Regions from separate parts of the Sus scrofa genome. Here regions 2 and 3 are each linked to region 1. The links are chromatin contacts, called in public promoter capture Hi-C maps. All regions are on one chromosome and are shown on one strand. The core of a region is the stretch at or near the end of the contact, and the rest is flanking DNA. Distances in the headings are between cores, read along the strand shown.

The links. Promoter capture Hi-C pulls out the DNA fragments that hold promoters and counts their contacts.
Region 2: a promoter capture Hi-C map of fetal liver shows a contact between it and region 1, with 2.3 times the contacts expected there. The contact joins the promoter of THEMIS2 here to the promoter of EYA3 in region 1. A contact is called at or near these places in 1 of 5 promoter capture datasets (fetal liver) and 1 of 2 datasets of contacts at active chromatin or transcription factors (alveolar macrophages).
Region 3: a contact with region 1 is called in a promoter capture Hi-C map of fetal liver, with 2.5 times the contacts expected there. The contact joins the promoter of SESN2 here to the promoter of EYA3 in region 1. A contact is called at or near these places in 1 of 5 promoter capture datasets (fetal liver) and 1 of 2 datasets of contacts at active chromatin or transcription factors (alveolar macrophages).

Annotation. Positions count from the first base shown.
Region 1 is chr6:85,184,418-85,187,375 of Sscrofa11.1, reverse strand. It overlaps EYA3 (eyes absent homolog 3), which reads left to right and starts at 1,520. Exons shown (of 18, transcript XM_021095661.1): 1 at 1,520-1,676.
Region 2 is chr6:85,009,484-85,012,441 of Sscrofa11.1, reverse strand. It overlaps THEMIS2 (protein THEMIS2), which reads right to left and starts at 1,563. Exons shown (of 5, transcript XR_002344949.1): 1 at 1,399-1,563.
Region 3 is chr6:85,320,509-85,323,466 of Sscrofa11.1, reverse strand. It overlaps SESN2 (sestrin-2), which reads right to left and starts at 1,485. Exons shown (of 12, transcript XM_021095666.1): 1 at 1,470-1,485.

The sequences.
Region 1 (2,958 bases), core at 271-2,770:
CTATGTGCACCTTAGAAGAACAGCAAATAGGCCAATGTGCCTTGAGAAGAGGAATAATGGAGAGAGTAGGAGATGAGGTTATTTGTATTGGGTGTGTTGTATACAGTGAGAGAGAGAGAGAGGGAGAGGAGAGAGGAGAGAGGAGAGAGAGGAGAGAGAGAAATCTTGATGGTCCTCTAGGCTAATGTAAGGATTTTGGTCTTCCCAATGAAATAGGAATTCATTACAGGAGGGAGCTGATCTGATTAAGGGGTCTTGTTTTGTTTTGTTTTTTTGTCTTTTTGCCTTTTTCTAGGGCCACACCTGCGGCATATAGAGGGTCCCAGGCTAGGGGTCTAATCAGAACTGTAGCCACCAGCCTATACCACAGCCACAGCAACTCGAGATCCAAGCCACATCTACGACCTACACTACAGCTCACAGCAATGCCAGATCCTTAACCCACTGAGTGAGGCCAGGGATTGAACCCGCAACGTCATGGTTCCTAGTTGTATTGGTTAACCACTGAGCCACAACGGAAACACCCTGATTAAGGTTTTAACAGGAGCCGACTGGTGCTGTCCTGGAAGGGCAAGGGTATAAAAAGAGTAAATGGTCATACACTGACTGTGGCTTGTACCAACAGAGGCAGTAAATGGTTGCAATCTGGACAGATTTTGAAGGCAGATCCTGCAGAATTTCTGATGAATTAGATGTAGGGTGTGAGGGAGAGAGAGGAGTCAAGGATCTCAGTAAATGAAATTACTTAGTAAATTGTCACAAAGAGAAGTGATCTAAGAAGATAAAAGACATAAATCAAAAAACATAAGAAAAGAAGTACCTAGGAGGTGTAACAACTAAAAGTGTTTAGTTTTTCTGGATTTTGTATTTGTGAAATTTAAAAAACTTGTAATTTGTGATTTCTTTTCTCACAGTAAAGATTCATTTTTATACCTAATATTGTACTTGTAATTGTGGATTTCCTTAAAGAGAGCCCTCCAACTGAATAAACTTCAAGTCCTTAGAAAACCTGAATTCAACTCTGCTCCTTGTCCATACTGGGGTAGTAACTTAATGAAGCATTTAAAAATCTTGTTTCTGATAAAATTATTAACTAAAATACTGTGTCCGAAAGAGAAATTAATTGTAAGCTCAACACACTATTAAGAATAAACTACTACTGGGAATAAAAAATCACCTTGGGCAAACCTCCCCTCCCAGTGCCTTTCAGAACTTCCCAGCCATTCTTCCTCCCAAATACATCCAACATTTCACTTTCGTTTTAGAGAGACAGGGATTACACGCATTTCAAAAGAACTTGAAAAATGAGTGCTGTGTATTTTTCAATCGGGGCGGCTTGTAGCCCAGCGGCACCAGGGCCTGGGCGTTCTAAATACCAGCCTACCCGCACCAAACACCTCCGAGGCGCGGGCGGAACCAGAAGCGGGGCTACCAAGACGGTCGACTGGGCGGGGTCAAGGCTCTTCTCCGCCCCGCCCCGTGAGGCCTGACACATGCGCCCAAAGGATTTGGGTGGAACGAGGTGTGGCTTGTGAGACGACCCTAGCCGCCGACTTCCGGTTCCTAGGGATGCGCCTCCGGGTCACACTAACGCCGCCGTTTCCTCCAGCCGCTTGGTTCTCCTGTGAGTCTGGACCAGTCCCCATGTCCTGCTGTGGGGCCTCTGCAGCCTTTGGGTGAGTCTTCGCTACCGACAGGGTCTGAGTGCGGCCGGTCGAGTACAGCCTGTAGAGGGACGGGTCAAGAGTAGTGTCCCGGTCTCTGTGGGTGGGGGTTCTCTTTGCCTGTCCCTTGTCCCTGCAGTGCTTCCTGAGCTCATTTCGTTTCTTTCCCCCACGCTGGCCTCGCCTCTTTCACCTCAGCTGAGATTGTTTCGTTGCCGCTTTACCTCTCGTCTGGTTGTTTTCCCTGCGCCTCATCCACCCTTTAAAAGCCCTTGTTTCTTGCCTTTCGCCTCAGCTGGTCCCTGAGCTACTGCCTCTAGGTTTTGACCCTGCTCTCACTTTAGCACCTCTCTTCCCCAGCCTCTAATCCCGGGATCTCGCTGTTCTTTCAACCCAGCAGGACGGCCCATCTCCTCGTTGTGCACACCCTGCTCCAGTGCGAAACAGCAAGTCTCTCTCTAGGGTCCTAGCTCCTGGTCCCCCAACTTTCCCCCTCCCGGGACGGTTAGGTGACATTTGCGCTTCACCTGGTGTTCTCCCGCCTTTTCTTCCTTTGCCCAAGCCCCGATCTAGGCAATTTTACCCGACCTGGTGTAAGTTTTCTTTAAAGTGCTGAGGCAGACTACTGTAGCTTCAGTAGTTAGGGAGCAACAAAGGCGTTCCCAGTTCTTCCTTGGAGCACACTTTCGGGGGCTTTCGCTACCGCAGGCTAACAGGTGGCAGGCACACAGAACTGCTGGCAATTGGATTTGTGTACTCCTGTTAAATTGACAGGTCCTGAGGACGTCCTGTCATTTTCGTGTTCTCTATCCCATGAGAATGGATATGCACAGCTGAGGCCAAAATGCGTATGTTCTGGGGCGATCAGCTCTGTTTTCTGCATGGGCTTTACTTAATAGAATAGTTGCTGTGACAGGACAGATTTTTGGGAGATTGTTAGCCCCAGATTTGTAAGTTCATTTTCAGAAATTTCACTGTGCTGTTACTGAAAATTTTTCTGCCAACGAGTTCGGCATAGTAATTTCAAACTTCATATTCTTTAGTTGAATTTATTGTGTATGTGTGTCTTTATCCAGCCTCTTTATACATTGTTTCTTTATTTTTACTGTATTGACAAGTTTCCTGTTTTTCTTCCTGTTTCTTTATAAACCAGACATTACATTACTTTATTACCTAGCATATTCTTCTGACTATTATTTTTTCTTTACATTTTCCAGCGTAGTCTTAAAACCATCTTTTTCTCATTTTGAGACTTAGGTTTGTCAAAGATTTCTTAAATTTCTCTGTAGGCTTT
Region 2 (2,958 bases), core at 314-2,813, 170 kb after region 1:
AGGGAAGGACAATTTCCTTTTCTTAAACAATGAAGCTGAGGGTTGGCAAGGGTGAATGGGCAGCACAAGAATATCAGGTAGGAGGCAGAACTGAGTTCCCTGGTGGCTCAGTAGGTTAAGGACCAGGCACTGTTGCTGCTGTGGCAGGGGTTTCATCCCTAGCCCGGAAACTTCTGCATTCAGTGAGCACAGCCAAAAAAAAAAAAAAAAAAAAAAAAAGAGTAAGACTCAGCCCTGGATGTTTGCCTCCACCGCTGGCACAGAGCAACCGCTGCCAAGTGTCGAGTGGTAGTGGCTGAGTGTCGGTCACGGCCACCTGCCCCACGGGTATCACCATCGGCCCTCCTCTAGCTCCCCCACACCCCATCTAGCTCTTTTCTTACCGTCCCCCTTCCGCCACTTCCCACCACTTCTCATTAGGCAAAATGAGGAAACCAAGTATTGTGACACACAGCGGGTGGGGGATGTTGGAAGGAGAGCAAATAGATCAAAGATGCCTGCAGGAAGCCCCCAGAGAGACAAGAGCTTTCGAACCCAGACCCATTACATTCCCAAGTGGGCCTGGCAAGATGCTATGGTGTGGTGGCCTGTCCTGCTCCCGTGAGGGGCCCTCCAGCATGTATCACTCTTGATCTGCGGTGCAGAACAAGGGAGAGGGTGGAGGGAACAGGATGGGCAGGGTACTGGTGTGAAGTTTGCCCTCTAAGGAAGTAGCCTCCCACCAGCCCACCCAGACTCTAGCTTCCCTCTCTCCTCCACCCCCCACTTCCCCACTCAGTTGACCACAGCTCCTCCCTCACCCTCAGAGCAGCCACCTGTCCCTTCATGGCCTGTCAATCCCTTTCAGGCAAGGAGCAGAGAGACCCAGGAAGACTCCCTGGAGGAGGAGTCATTTAAGCTGAGACCTGAAGAGCTGATCAGATCAAATACTATCCATTGCCAAGCAGCCAAGCAGAGAGCAAAGACGGGATGGAGGGATTGAAGGAAGGCCGCGTAGACAGGTGTCGAAGGGGAAGGAATGGGAGGTCACATGTAGGGGAGAGCTGACCTGTCGCTTCAGAATCAAGCTCGGCGTCGCCAACATCCTAGGGCTGCGACCCCACAGAGTCCGACCTCAAGCACTGCGCACCGCCGTTCCACCCCAGCTTGGTTCGGTTCCACCCCCCTGAGTATCTGTGCTCACTGAAGTCCCATCACCGGGGTCGGCCAACCCCCTTCAGAAGCAAAAAACCGTGTCCCCAAGAAGTTGCAGGGTAGCCCCAGAGCACACAGCTTGGGCAGCGGCAGCTTCGGGATTCGAACCCCGGGCACAGCGTCCCGGGTTTCTAACGCTCTGGAAGAGAGAACCTGATCCGCAGCGGGGTCGGGAGGTCGGAGGGGTCTCGGCCCTTCACTCACCCTGGAAGTAGACACCCGAGCAGACCCGCAGTACTCGCGGCAGGGAGGCGGGGTCCAGGGCGCGCACGTAGTCCTGCAGCGACACAGGTTCCATGGTCCGCGCAGCTCGCGGGACCTGATCGAGTGGCCCGCTCGCCGCCGCCGGGCCCTGCACCCTCCCCTCGGCCGGCCCAGCGGGGCGGAGTCGGGGCCAGAGCCCCGCCCAGGGGCGTGAGGGCCGCGACCTTGCGCTCCAGCACGCGCCGCCTCCCTCTCCAGGACTCAGGTTCCCCGACCTCTACGGGGGGTTTGCAGGACCCGGCTCTCACATTGGTGGCACGATTTGGAGGGTCCAAATCAGGACCTGACCCCCGAGAGGCTCTGAGTAAATAAAAGCTGGTCCCCACGTGCCCAGTCGTCAGTGATGTACCCCATCGTGGAGGAAGGACGAGGATGAAGATGAAGGAACCCCCCCGCCCCCTGCATTCCCCCGGTCCTCACAGCAGAACCGGGAAAGGAAGTCCGCCCGCGCCGAGTAGTTCTGGGTCTCACAGGAAAGGAGCAGCCTTGCCTTTTGAGTCTGAGGAGGGAGGTAGAGCGTCAGGTCGCCTGAATCCCTCTGCGGGACACTCCAAGCCCTCTACTCACTGGGGACTCATTACCTTTCCAGGATGCTCTACCCTCTGGACAATTCTCCTGAAAAATTCTTCCTTGAGCTAAAAATCTGCTTAGGAAAGAGACCAACCACTTCCAGTGAACAAAGAAGAAATAGATAAGTCTTTTCCTTGTCCCTCGACAGTCAAACTGAGGTTTAAATCCCAGCTCCTCCTCTTGCTTGTTATATAACTTTAGGCAAATCACTTCAATTTTTGAGTTTTCGTTTCCTCATCTGTAAAATGGAGGAAAGAATCTTTTCTGAGCTGGTTGTGAGGATTAAGTGAGATGATACGGATATTGTGCAAAAAGCTCGATTTCATTTTTTGTCACTCTAAAAGTAGTAGAAGACTACTACACTTATCTGTGTAATTATTTGCTTAATTGCTCTTCAATCATTAGACAGAAAAATACTTCCTTGCACTAGATTCCTGAAGTTGAATTTCTGGGTCAAACGGTGTGTGCGTGTGTGCGCGCATGTGTGTGTGCGCGCATGTGTGTGTGCGCGCGCGCGCGCGTGTGTGTGTGTGTGTGTGTTTTGTTTGGGGTTTTTTTTGTTTTTGTTTTTTTTTGTCTTTTTACCTTTTCTAGGGCTGCTCCCACAACATATGGAGGTTCCCAGGCTAGGGGTCAAATCAGAGCTGTTGCTGCTGGCCTTCGCCACAGCCACAGCAACGGGGGATCCAAGCCGCGTCTGTGACCTACACCACAGCTTACGGCAGCGCCAGATCCTTAACCCACTGAGCAAGGGCAGGGATCGAACCCGAAACCTCATGGTTCCTTGTTGGATTCATTAACCACTGCACCACAACAAGAACTCCAGTGTGTGTGTTTTTGCAGCCTCGAAGGGTATATTTCAGTCCTAGTGAACAGCTGCTGAGTCTCTGCTGGGCCCAGCAAGATAAAGAAGGAGAGAGACGTTTGCAA
Region 3 (2,958 bases), core at 236-2,735, 140 kb before region 1:
ATGCTAACCCTCCAGGACCACTGTGGAGAGAACGGATGTTGGGCAATACTCATAATTCAGGTTCGTCGATTGTATCCTGAGGACAGAAATCTTCAGGTTTCAAAAAAAAAGCTCAACGCTCTTAATAAACAATATACCAAAACCCATGAGCTGGGTGCTTTCGGATAATTGGCTAAGAATTCCAGTTAGGTTTTGTCAGCTATGAACCCTCAGCGCCCCCTGCAGGCACGACTCTGCTATAGCTCAGAACAGACGGGGAGGGGAAAAGGTGGTTCACAGGATTGTCCGTTCTTGAAAAGAGGCCAGGCAACAGCTAAGTAAAGATTGTGTGGTTGTTGAGGAGTTTCCCTGATGCCAGCAGGAACCAGATTCCCAAAGGACACTCCCCCGCCCCCCCAGCCAGAATGCACTTCCCGTTGTTTCGGCTTACTCTCTCACCGTACAGACGGAAGCCTGGGGTCCAGAGAGAAGGCATTTGCTCAAGGTCCCTCAGGAAGCTGGTCACAGGGCAATACCTGGAACCTTGGGGTCCAGGTCCCCAGTCGAGGGCCACTTGCACCACAACACACGGCCCCAGGAGCCTCACATTTCCAGGAAGAATTCTTTGCTGAATTGGCTCCGATGTCCTGATTTCCCTCTTCCTCCTTCTCCTCCACGCCTAGAGGCTCCATATATTCCATTCTCAATCACCCTGAGGCCTGTCACTGAAGCAATGCCCCAGGGCCTTGCCACCATCCTGATCCACTTCTTCCTGTCCTCAAAAGTCTTTTGTATACCCCCCACTCCTCGAAAAAATTGTGCTTGGAAGCAGAATTAATGTTGAAGGGTCCAGTTCTAACCCTTAGCTGTGCGAATCCAGGCAAGTCACTTCGCCTCTCTGAACCTGGTTCCTGCTGAGTAAAATGGGGCGATAACGTTTACCTTCACAGGGGCTATTGTAAGGATGAGAGCTAAGGCATACAAATTCCTTAACAAGGCTTGAATAAAGATTAAGAGACCAACAAACTGTAAGTATCATTTAAATTGTTACTATTGTTCTTATTTTAAAGTACAGTGACTGGCAGATAGTTTTGTGTTCAAGAAAGGTGATTATAACCATTGAAATTAAAAGTTTGGCGCTAGAAACCCGGCCTTAAGCCGGGACTAAATAAACGATGGTTAATGATATAGCTTTTTTTTTTTTTTTTGTCTTTTTGTCTTTTTAGGGCCGCATCGGTGGCTTGCGGAGGTTCCCAGGCTAGGGGTCGAATCAGAGCTGTAGCTACTGGCCTACACCACAGCTCAGGGCAACGCCGGATCCTTAACCCACTGAGCGAGGCCGGGGAGAGAACCTGCGTGCTCATGGATGCTAGTCAGATTCGTTTATGCTGAGCCAGGAAGGGAACCCAAGTGATGTTGCTTTTTTGACCCAAGGGTGCCCAGGACGTTTGCAGTCCAAAAATCTCCTGAACAAAAGCTGCTGCGCTTACTTGTTTTCGGTCAGCAACAGGCTCCTCTTACGAAAACCGCGGGCGTCCAATGAACAGGAAGATGGGCGGGGTTGCCTGGCAGCCAATAGCAGTCCGCAGCGGCATGCGGGCTAGGCCCAGGCAGGTTTCCAGGCTGGTTAGGGAAACTAAACCGCAAGACAGTTTGCTCGGCGGGGAGTGTCTCCAAATTCTCCTCGCTCTGCTTATCAACCGGGCTCTGATTGGTGCAGACTGTGTCGGCCCGCCCCTCCCGCCGCCGGCCCCCTCCCCTGGGAGGTGGCAGGGACTATCCCCTTCGCTTTCGTTTCTTTTTTTTTTTCTCTTTCATTTTCTTTTAATGAACTTTTGGTTTTAGTGCATGTTTTTCCTTTTCAAATTATAAATGACATATGTTATATCAGAATATTTTGAAAATACAGGAAAGTGTAAAGGTACAAAAGACGTAACTCGAAATATTTCCCCCCCTTTATGTTTTCTAATGTTTTTCAGGCTTTCTACTCTAAACTGGTATTACTCCTGTTCATTATTCTATTGTAAAAGTGTAAAACTGGAAGGGATCAAAGTGCTCACCAAAGAGGACTGGTTCAAATAATAAACCAGATTCCCAAAAGACCCTCCAGCAGGAATGCACTTCCCGTTGTTCTTGTCTCCACAGTGGAATATCATGCAGTAAAGAAGCAGGAGGTAGCTCTACGTGCTCTATTGTAGATGCTCTAGGTGAAATGAAAATGTATGCTGCATTTAATGTTAGGTTAAAACAAACAAAAAAACAAGTTGCCCAGTGATGCACTTAGAATTATGTCATATGAAGTTCCCGTTGTGGCGCAGTGGTTAACGAATCCGACTAGGAACCATGAGGTTGCGGGTTGGATCTCTGGCCTTGCTCAGTGGATTAAGGATCCGGCCTTGCTGTGAGCTGTGGTGTAGGTCGCAGATGTGGCTCGGATCCTGTGTTGCTGTGGCGTAGGCCGGTGGCTACAGCTCTGATTAGATCCCTAGCCTGGGAACCTCCATATGCAGGGGGAGCAACACTAGAAACGGCAAACAGACAAAAAAAAAAAAATAGAATTATGTCATAGATACCATCCATAAATATACAGAGGCAACAAAAGTCTGGAAAGATGTGTAGTTTGCAACAAACTATTAGGATCCAGTTACATCTGGAATAAAAGGATGATAGAGAATTATAAGGTTTTATGCACTATATTTATTTAATGATTGTTTAAAAACCAAGATGGGACTTCCCACTGTGGTGCAGTAGGTTAAGAATCCTGTGTTTCTGCAGCTGTGCCTGCCAGAAGTCACAGTTTGGGTTGGGATTTGATCCCTAGCTGCAGGGCTTCCATATACCACTGGTTCAGTTGAAAAAGCAAATAAATAAATGAATGCCAAAATGTATTATGTTGGTAACTTAATAAATAAAAAAGGATCCTTTTAGAGAATGGGAGCAATCCTTTCAAAATTCTAATCCTACTACCAAGAGAGGATC